Linked DNA regions of Mus musculus: region 2 is linked to region 1. Evidence: chromatin contacts called from public Hi-C data. All regions are on one chromosome and are shown on one strand. Each heading gives the region's core, a stretch centred on a gene start, on an enhancer-like site or on the middle of the called end of the contact. The rest is flanking DNA. Distances are from core to core; before and after follow the strand shown.

The links. A called contact is a pair of places that touch in the nucleus more often than the background predicts.
Region 2: a Hi-C map of cerebral cortex shows a contact between it and region 1, with 6 times the contacts expected there. The contact joins two enhancer-like sites. A contact is called at or near these places in 15 of 484 Hi-C or Micro-C datasets (Sertoli cells, bone marrow-derived dendritic cells, brain and 9 more), 4 of 115 datasets of contacts at active chromatin or transcription factors (embryonic forebrain, forebrain, kidney and 1 more) and 1 of 9 other capture datasets (embryonic stem cells).

The regions. Positions count from the first base shown.
Region 1 is chr1:177,466,977-177,470,840 of GRCm38.p6, reverse strand. No RefSeq gene overlaps it. Among named protein-coding and RNA genes, the nearest start is that of Gm29856, 13 kb to the right of the region's middle. Within about 2 kb of position 2,155, at least 72 of the 459 cell types and tissues checked have an H3K27ac peak or open chromatin away from gene starts, as enhancers often do. A contact at or near this core is called in cerebellar granule neurons and cerebral cortex, where this site is marked.
Region 2 is chr1:177,571,595-177,575,458 of GRCm38.p6, reverse strand. The region is part of intron 2 of Gm30013 (a long non-coding RNA gene); the gene reads right to left. Among named protein-coding and RNA genes, the nearest start is that of Gm51282, 6.0 kb to the left of the region's middle. Within about 2 kb of position 1,943, at least 26 of the 459 cell types and tissues checked have an H3K27ac peak or open chromatin away from gene starts, as enhancers often do. A contact at or near this core is called in cerebellar granule neurons and cerebral cortex, where this site is marked.

The DNA of each region.
Region 1 (3,864 bases), core at 906-3,405:
AATGGATCCAAAATGGTGATAATAGTAACAATAACCTACAATCTCAATGTGCAACATATGGTTTACAAAGCATTTTTACACTATTGGTTTGCATTTAGTCCTTATAATAGCCCTTGGAGAAGCAAGCAGAGAGGTACATTGTCCCCCTCCCTCCCCGGAGATTATGACTGTGAAGTGAGTGCTCTCCAAGCAGCAACGTATTCCAAAAGAATGCGGTGAGAACTCCGCCGCTGTTACCTGCCACCGTCGTCAGACATATATATCCTCCTGGATTGCCGTGGACAGCTCTTCTAGTTTGGGTGCCTGGTGACTCATCATAGCTAGCTCAGGCAGAAATCCTCTGGTCACTTGTCTTAAGGTTTCCCACCGCCCCAGCTGATCTCTGCTTCCCCAGCCAGATGTGCATCCTTCCTGCCTTTCTGTTGGCTGCCACCAGTGAAGGACTAAGAATGAACAGCCCCCACTGGAAAACTCAGTTAGGTGGAGTCCCAAGCCGTCTCCCAAGGATGGACTTCCTTCTTTACAAAATGACTCATCCACCCACCCGTTCCTTCAGCAAACCAGGGAATGCTCAGTGTTTACAAGACTCCAGGCTAGTAACCTCCAGACCCCACATGATCAGGACACACCTCTGCACTTGAAAGTGGAACAAAGTCACGCACAAGAAAGAGGTCAGGGCTGTGCAGGCCATGAAATGCAGAAAGGAAGACACACACAGAAAGGGGGAGTCCCTTTCCAACTTCTGTCCCTGCAACAAGAACCCTGGGGTAAGCAGCTTCTGTGAGAGAAGGGGGTTTGTTGTTGTTTGTTTGTGTTTGTTTGTTGTAGCTCACAGTTTTGGAATCTCCACTCTATGGTCCAATTGTCCCCAGGGTCTGTGGTGGGGCAGCACACCAAAAAGGGAATGCTGGGTACAGCAAGTAACTGTGAAACAGTTTGAGAACCAGGAAAGGAGCTAGGGTCCCATGATCCCCTTCAAGGTCACATCCACACCGTCCTAACTTCTTCCTACTAAGTCTCACTCATAAAGATTTCATGGAATCCAGTATAGACATGGGCTGCTTTTCTGTACATGAGCCCTCCCTGTCTCTTCCTGGTGCTATGATAAACTGTCCTGAGGAAAGATGGCCATATTCAGGCTCACAGTTCAAGGGAATACATTCCAATATGGTGGACAAAGGATGGCAGCAGGAGCAGAAAGCTGCCTGGCTGTCTTTCCTAGGCAGTCGGGAAGCAGAAAGAGGACAGGAAATGGGGCTGGATTATAAAATCAGAAGCAGGAGAAAGCCACAAGTTCTAGGCCAACCAGGGCTACATAGCAACATCCCGTCTCAGGTAGATAGATAGATAGATAGATAGATAGATAGATAGATAGATAGACAGACAGACAAAATAAATGGAGGGAAATGAGAGAGAAAGAGAGGGGAAGGGGAGTGGGAAGGAAAAACAGAGAGGAAGAAAAACAAAGGTTGCACAAGGTATAGATGAGATGACATATAGCCAGTGCACCGTTAGTGACCACCAATGCTATTTCACTTACACAAATGTAGCAGGCTCCTTCGGAGAGTAATTGGAAAGCCCAGAATCTAAGAATTGTAAAGGGAAAATCACCTGCCACCCCTAACGATGACCAAGTGTTGGTAACTGTGGCTGGTGACAGCCAGCAGGGGTTTCTAAGCAGGCAGCTGCAGTGCCAGCTTTGGAGATAGGCGGGGCTCAGCCCATCAACTGGTTTTGACCTTGGGCACACTACTTCACCCTTGGACTCTTGATTCTTCTGTATCACAGTTTGTGGGAGACACCAGCTTCCTGCGGTTGATGTGAGAATGTGAGCGTCACTATCAAATGCCCAATTCACAATAGGTCGCAGTGGTCTCAATGGGAACGAGAACAGACACGTGTGTTACAGGCAGTGAACGCCATGGCATTTAGGAATGACCATACAGAGGGAGCACGGGAGGCTGGCAAGGGCAGCAGAATGTCTCTCCAGGCCAAGCCTGGGAAAGCACTGACCTCCACACTCTATGGTTCCTATCTTCCACCTCTCTCCCTTCCCTCCAGGTCGGGATGCTGGCAGGAAGCAGCCTGTGGGTGGTGTGGAAGGTGTGGAAGCTGTGACAGTAATACCAACAGTAGCTGTAGTAATAGCTGGCACCTTCCTGGAGGATCGCTGTGTGCCAGGCATGGAGCCAAGCCCCTTCTCACCTCCCCCTCAATTCCAAGAAAGGGGGATGGAGGGATGGAAGGGTTCTGCTTCAGAAGCTAGGCCTGTGAGCGGCCTCCCGGAGATTGGGGGACTACATGGATGATGTCTGAGCCCCACCACCAGACCTTCCTAAACCCACCTCCCTGAGACCTCTGTTAAGTTTGTGCTTCCGAGAACAACCAAGTCAGTGGGAAATACACAGAGCGTGATACACATACCAGAAAGACTCCAGCATGGAAGAGGCTGACTCTTTCTCAGATTGGAACCTGCCCCATGAACCTCAAATCTACATTGCCATAGAAAGCAAGCAACCCCCCCCCCACACACACACACCCCAGCTCACAATGTGTTGAACATCAATTAAATGTAAACTGAGTCCTAAACACAAAAAGGAGATGCAGTAAGGCTGAGTTTGCTGGCCAGGATTTGTCTAGATGGGAGCCTAGCTTCTGTTAGAAGGCACGGACAAGCTTTGGGTACTCCAGAGCATATGCATAGTCAGAATAATTGATGGTAGTTTTCTCCATCAAACACAGGATGGTCTCAGTGGCCTCAGTGGATCCCTGATCCATGGACGATGTGGGGCATAGCCATCTCGTTTACCACTCTGAGTAGCACCAAGAGGCAGGAAGCACATTAGGAAACAAAACAAAACAACAACAAAAACCAAAACCAAATCTCAAATCCATACTACAACCCAGTTGTGTGACTGTAGATCAGTCACTTCTCATCCCTTATCTGAGCCTGAAATTTGACTAAGTTGAAACCCCGATTTGTGGCTTTCAAAGGTGACCCTCTTTAGTCATTCAAATCTGAATTTCTGGGTCATCAAATCGAGGCAAAAGAAACTGGTACCAGGCTTCTTCTAGATTCAGCATCAGTCACCACTCATACTATGGGTTAGGGTATTTGTGAGGCTCTGGGGGAAAGTCAGGCCGTTAAGAACTGTACAGTAGGGGCATGAACCCAGTGTAGGGGGAGGAGGGATCTGTTGCCAAGGGGGAGTGGGCTGCAAAGCAGAGTGAGCAAGACACACCAAGAGGAAAGGACAGTTCAGCTTGGGTTTTCTCGAGCCAGGCGATGCCAGCTTTCTCAGAACGTTTGCTGGGTAAGTGATGTAAGAGAGAGAGAGAGCTACCACCACAGAGATCAGCTAAGCAAGCACTCGAGGTTCAGGCCCTCGGCCCACCCACCTCATAGCTCATTGCCTTTACAGCAGCTATGCTGGTCCTCAGGCACCAGGAAAAGACGTCGACTGAATGTTCCAGGTCAGTGGAGAGGGTCCCTCTAAGGACAGATCCCTGGGGACAGAAGCCGCAGGTGGAGTGGCAAAGAGAAGTAAAAGCTGACAGGCACAGCTGAGCCCAGGGGAAGTACCAGCCGGAAAGGGGTGAGGCCAAGCAAGAGGAAGAGCTGGCACATCTGGATACTCACGAGGTGCCAAACCCTAGACCCATACACACCCTGCTCATATTATCTTTAATTCTTTCAAGAGATCTGTGAAGTCTGTATTGCTAGATCTACTTTAGAACAGAAAACCACAGCTCAGGCACTGGGAAACATCATGAACAACAAGAATCTGGGAAATGGAAGGAAGGTCTGGGATTTGAACCCAGATTCTGCCAATATTCTTCCCACCTCCCTGGGCTGTCTCCTGG
Region 2 (3,864 bases), core at 694-3,193, 100 kb before region 1:
AGAAGCACTGAAGGAGAGGAGGCCCTGCCCGTGTCCTCTCTTGAGACCTGACACTCAGGAGTCTGCTCAATAGCTCTCCGTCAGACACAGAGGGCCTGCAGGCTTTCTGTAGGCCAGTGCTGGCCTCTGGAGAGATCTATCTGTTCCCAAAGCAGGGCCAGCCATCAAACTAGATCTTTGCAGTCTGCCCCCCAGTGTGACCATGCTCCCTGCAATGGATGGGAACAAGAGGACATGAGGAGGTTCTATGGGAAAATACCCCATTTCTTTGAAGCCTGTTCCTTTCTGTAAAGGGTGGTTTCTATAGAAAGTAAATAACTTTAATTATTAAAAAAAAATGACAGCGTATCACTTCTCTTTGGAATAATCTTTGTATTTAATGAGAACTATTATTATTTCTTTATATAAACAATCCAAGGATCTTGGATTTAAAATTAATTTGACCATTTATTTTCTTTTTTCTCCTTTGAAACAGAGACTTACTATGCAACCGAGGTTGGTCTAGAATTTGCTATGTACCCTAGGCTGGCCTCAACCACCTCACCCTACCTCAGTCTTGAAACTGCTAGGATTTCAGGCGTGTGACAGCACAGCCAGTAAAAATTAACATTTGAGTTGCAATGACTCACATTTAGCTGGTAACTTCCAAAAGGCTGCAATTGCATGTTACATACATATGTTTAAATTTTTAAAATTAAAAAAAAAGTGTTTTTTTCCCCTAGATTCATGTTTTGTTTAGATAGAAATTCAGTGTCCTAGCTTGATGGAGCAGTGCAGGGCCTTTTCTCTTCTGGGGTCCCACCTTGAGCAAAGCTTTACTGGTTCCCACCCAACCCTGGCTTAACCTGGTGTCCTCTCTGTCTCCTTGTTTCGCTCACAGATTGTCCTCTAGTTTCAAATGCCTGTCAGTGAGCTGAGATGACAGATTTGCCTGTGCTGGTGTGCCGAGGCAGTATGTAGTTGAGCTCAAGCGTCCTGGAACCAGCTCCCGTGGCACTGCTGTGCCCTGTGGTGACTTTGAGGGCAGGAGTTGAGGTGAACGTGAATCCAGGGGAACGGGAGAGCAGAGTGGTCTACGTGACTCCCAGCATCTCACTGGGCAAGGACAGCACTATCCTGCATCTTATTTTTTTTTTTTTCCAATTTTTGGGTGTAGACTTCTGAGCCACTCTGGAGACAATAGAACCATCCCCAGTGATGTCCAAAGTGACATGCCCTTGCTCATCTCAGCCCCAGACGGTGAGCGACAGTGAACTTTCGGTGCCTAGCAGCACTTTGTCATATAGAGTGGGTTATTAATACTACCCCGGAGCCTTGGCAAACACCATCCTCCACCACATTCCACATTATACTTTTTCGTAAACATCTTATCTCATCCAACCCAACATAGCTCCTAATTCTTTATATAACCATGAAACTCAACACTCCACCTTCGTTGGATGGGTCCTTCTCAAACTTGCTCTATATTACAACAACATTAATTGCTATTTTATGCTCATCCACAGACAGACATCTTCACAACTTCTTGGTAACTTACAAGTGCACTGGTTGACAGCATCCTCAATTAGCAGAGTCATTTCCATATCCTGGACATATACATTGATCAGAAAAGATGACAATTTATTTTTAGACAGACGCAGCCTGCATAATTTAAATATATTTCCCATTTGGCAAAAATGGTGTTGTAGCTAATGTATGTTCAATATTTCCAAAAACATTGGTACTTTCCCATAAATATCTTCCATATTTTTTTTCAGTGAGTAATAAAAAAGGTTGAGGTGGGATGTGTTTTAGCCCACCACATTATATCACTCCTATTTTTCCTCTTTGTTGGATGGCAATCAGGGGCCCCGATGCCAAGCTTTGGAAGCAACAGCATCTGGCTCCTTGGCAGAACCCGCAGGCAGACTTGTTGCCAGCCTCTAAGCTGTGTCTGGGTCTGTTGCAGGGTTTGGCTGCAGATGGGCGCTCTGGGTTGCCTCGTGCTTCTGGAAGCCAGTCCTGGCGTTCCTTTTATTCTGAGGACTTTACTCATTTTTATTCATTTGTGAAGAAGGGCCCATCCAAATGTTTTATGAAACCAACACAGGAGAACATTAATGGATCAAGTTTTGCCTTTGAAGAGGCAGAGGTCAGTGTGCGTTTAGGCAGGAGACACCACACGCTGAAGACAAGTCCACGCGTGGGCGAGCATCGTCCCTTGAGCTTCTTTCGATTCCACAGAGCTCTGAAGGAGGATGGATTTGTATTCCTGTCCCTCCCTCCTTCCCTCCCTCCCTCCCTCCCTCCCTCGATCCCTCCCTCCCTTAGGATGGGGCTGCGTGCTTACTGGAAAAACAGAACCGGGGAGCTCAGCCATCCTCAGATGGAGAAAGCCTCCTGTTTCTTTTGTGGTTTTAATGGAACCAGACCCCGAGGACACAAGGACCATGGCGGAGGTCCTCTGTGCTCTGCTCTCTTCTACTGTGTTATTGTTCACCTGAGTATGGAACTACACTATGACAAGAAAAAACGGTGCACATTAAGTCTTAATTTAGTCTGAGCTAAGCACATACATGGAAGATGGAGCACTCTACTAGCTTTTGCCAAGACTGTGGCCTCTAGGGCAAGAGTTTCCGGGTTTCTTAGAATTTTGAAATGCTCTCTCCAGCTTGATGGTGCAGTCCTGTGATACCAGGAATTGGGGAGCAGACGAATGTTAGGGAGTTCAAGGCCACCCCGGGCAACATAGCACACTAGATTCCATCTCATAAAAACAACAAAACCCAAAGACACCCAAATCATAGCACCCCACCAACAAAAGAAAGAAACACTCCTAGTACCATCCATGCTACTTATCACCCAGATCCACTAAAACCAAACCAAAATAAAACAAAAAAATCCAACAAACAACAACAGCAACAAAAACCTCCAAGTCTGCTTGAGGCAGAATTAAGAGCACTAGCTGCTCTTGCAGAGGACCTGGGGTCAATTCCCAGTGTGTACAAGGTGGCTCACAACCATCTGTAACTCCAGTCCCAGAGCATCTGATGCATTCTTTTGGCCTCTGTGAGCACATGGTACACAGATATGCATGCAAACAAATCACCATACCCATAAAATGAAGGAAAAAAAGCAACAAATCTCTGATTTGCACATACACAATACCACTATTTTAATTAACATATATTTTACTCTTGTTCTGAAGATGTAAACATTTTGTGGTGTCTCCTGAGTGTGTTCCTCTCATTGACTTTTTTATCGGTAGCTTATGATTGAATACCTGCTATTTTGTCAAACACCAAGTCCTGCTCTCGTGGTGTTTATTTTCTATTAGAGGAAGGATGCTATGAAATTGACTCCCGAGATCACTGTAGACGGAAAGAGTGCTATTAGGAAAATAAAACTGTAACATGCAGAACATTGTAGTGGAGGTGGAGAGCCATTCAAGACGGATTTGGGCCCACTTCTGGGCATCTATCCAAAGGAAATAAAATTACTATCTCAAAGAAAGCTGCAGAAGCTGAGGAGATGGCTTGGTTGAGAGCGCTGGCTAGTCTTGCAGAGGACTCAGTTCAGATCTCAGAAACTATACTGGAAGGCCTGTAACTCCAGTCATGGGGGATCTGACACTCTCTTCTGGACTCTTCTGGCACCTGCACATACATGTGCAAACACGCGCGCGCGCGCGCGCACACACACACACACACACACACACACACACACAGAGTAACGTGTAAGGTGACGTATATGTCAATCAGCTTGTTGATAGAATCTCTTAAGTGTATCCAAACATCATGGTAAACATCTTTAATATGTGAACTTTTTTTTGTTTTGTGTGACTGTGTGTGTGTCCATGCATGCATATGTATGATCATGTGTATG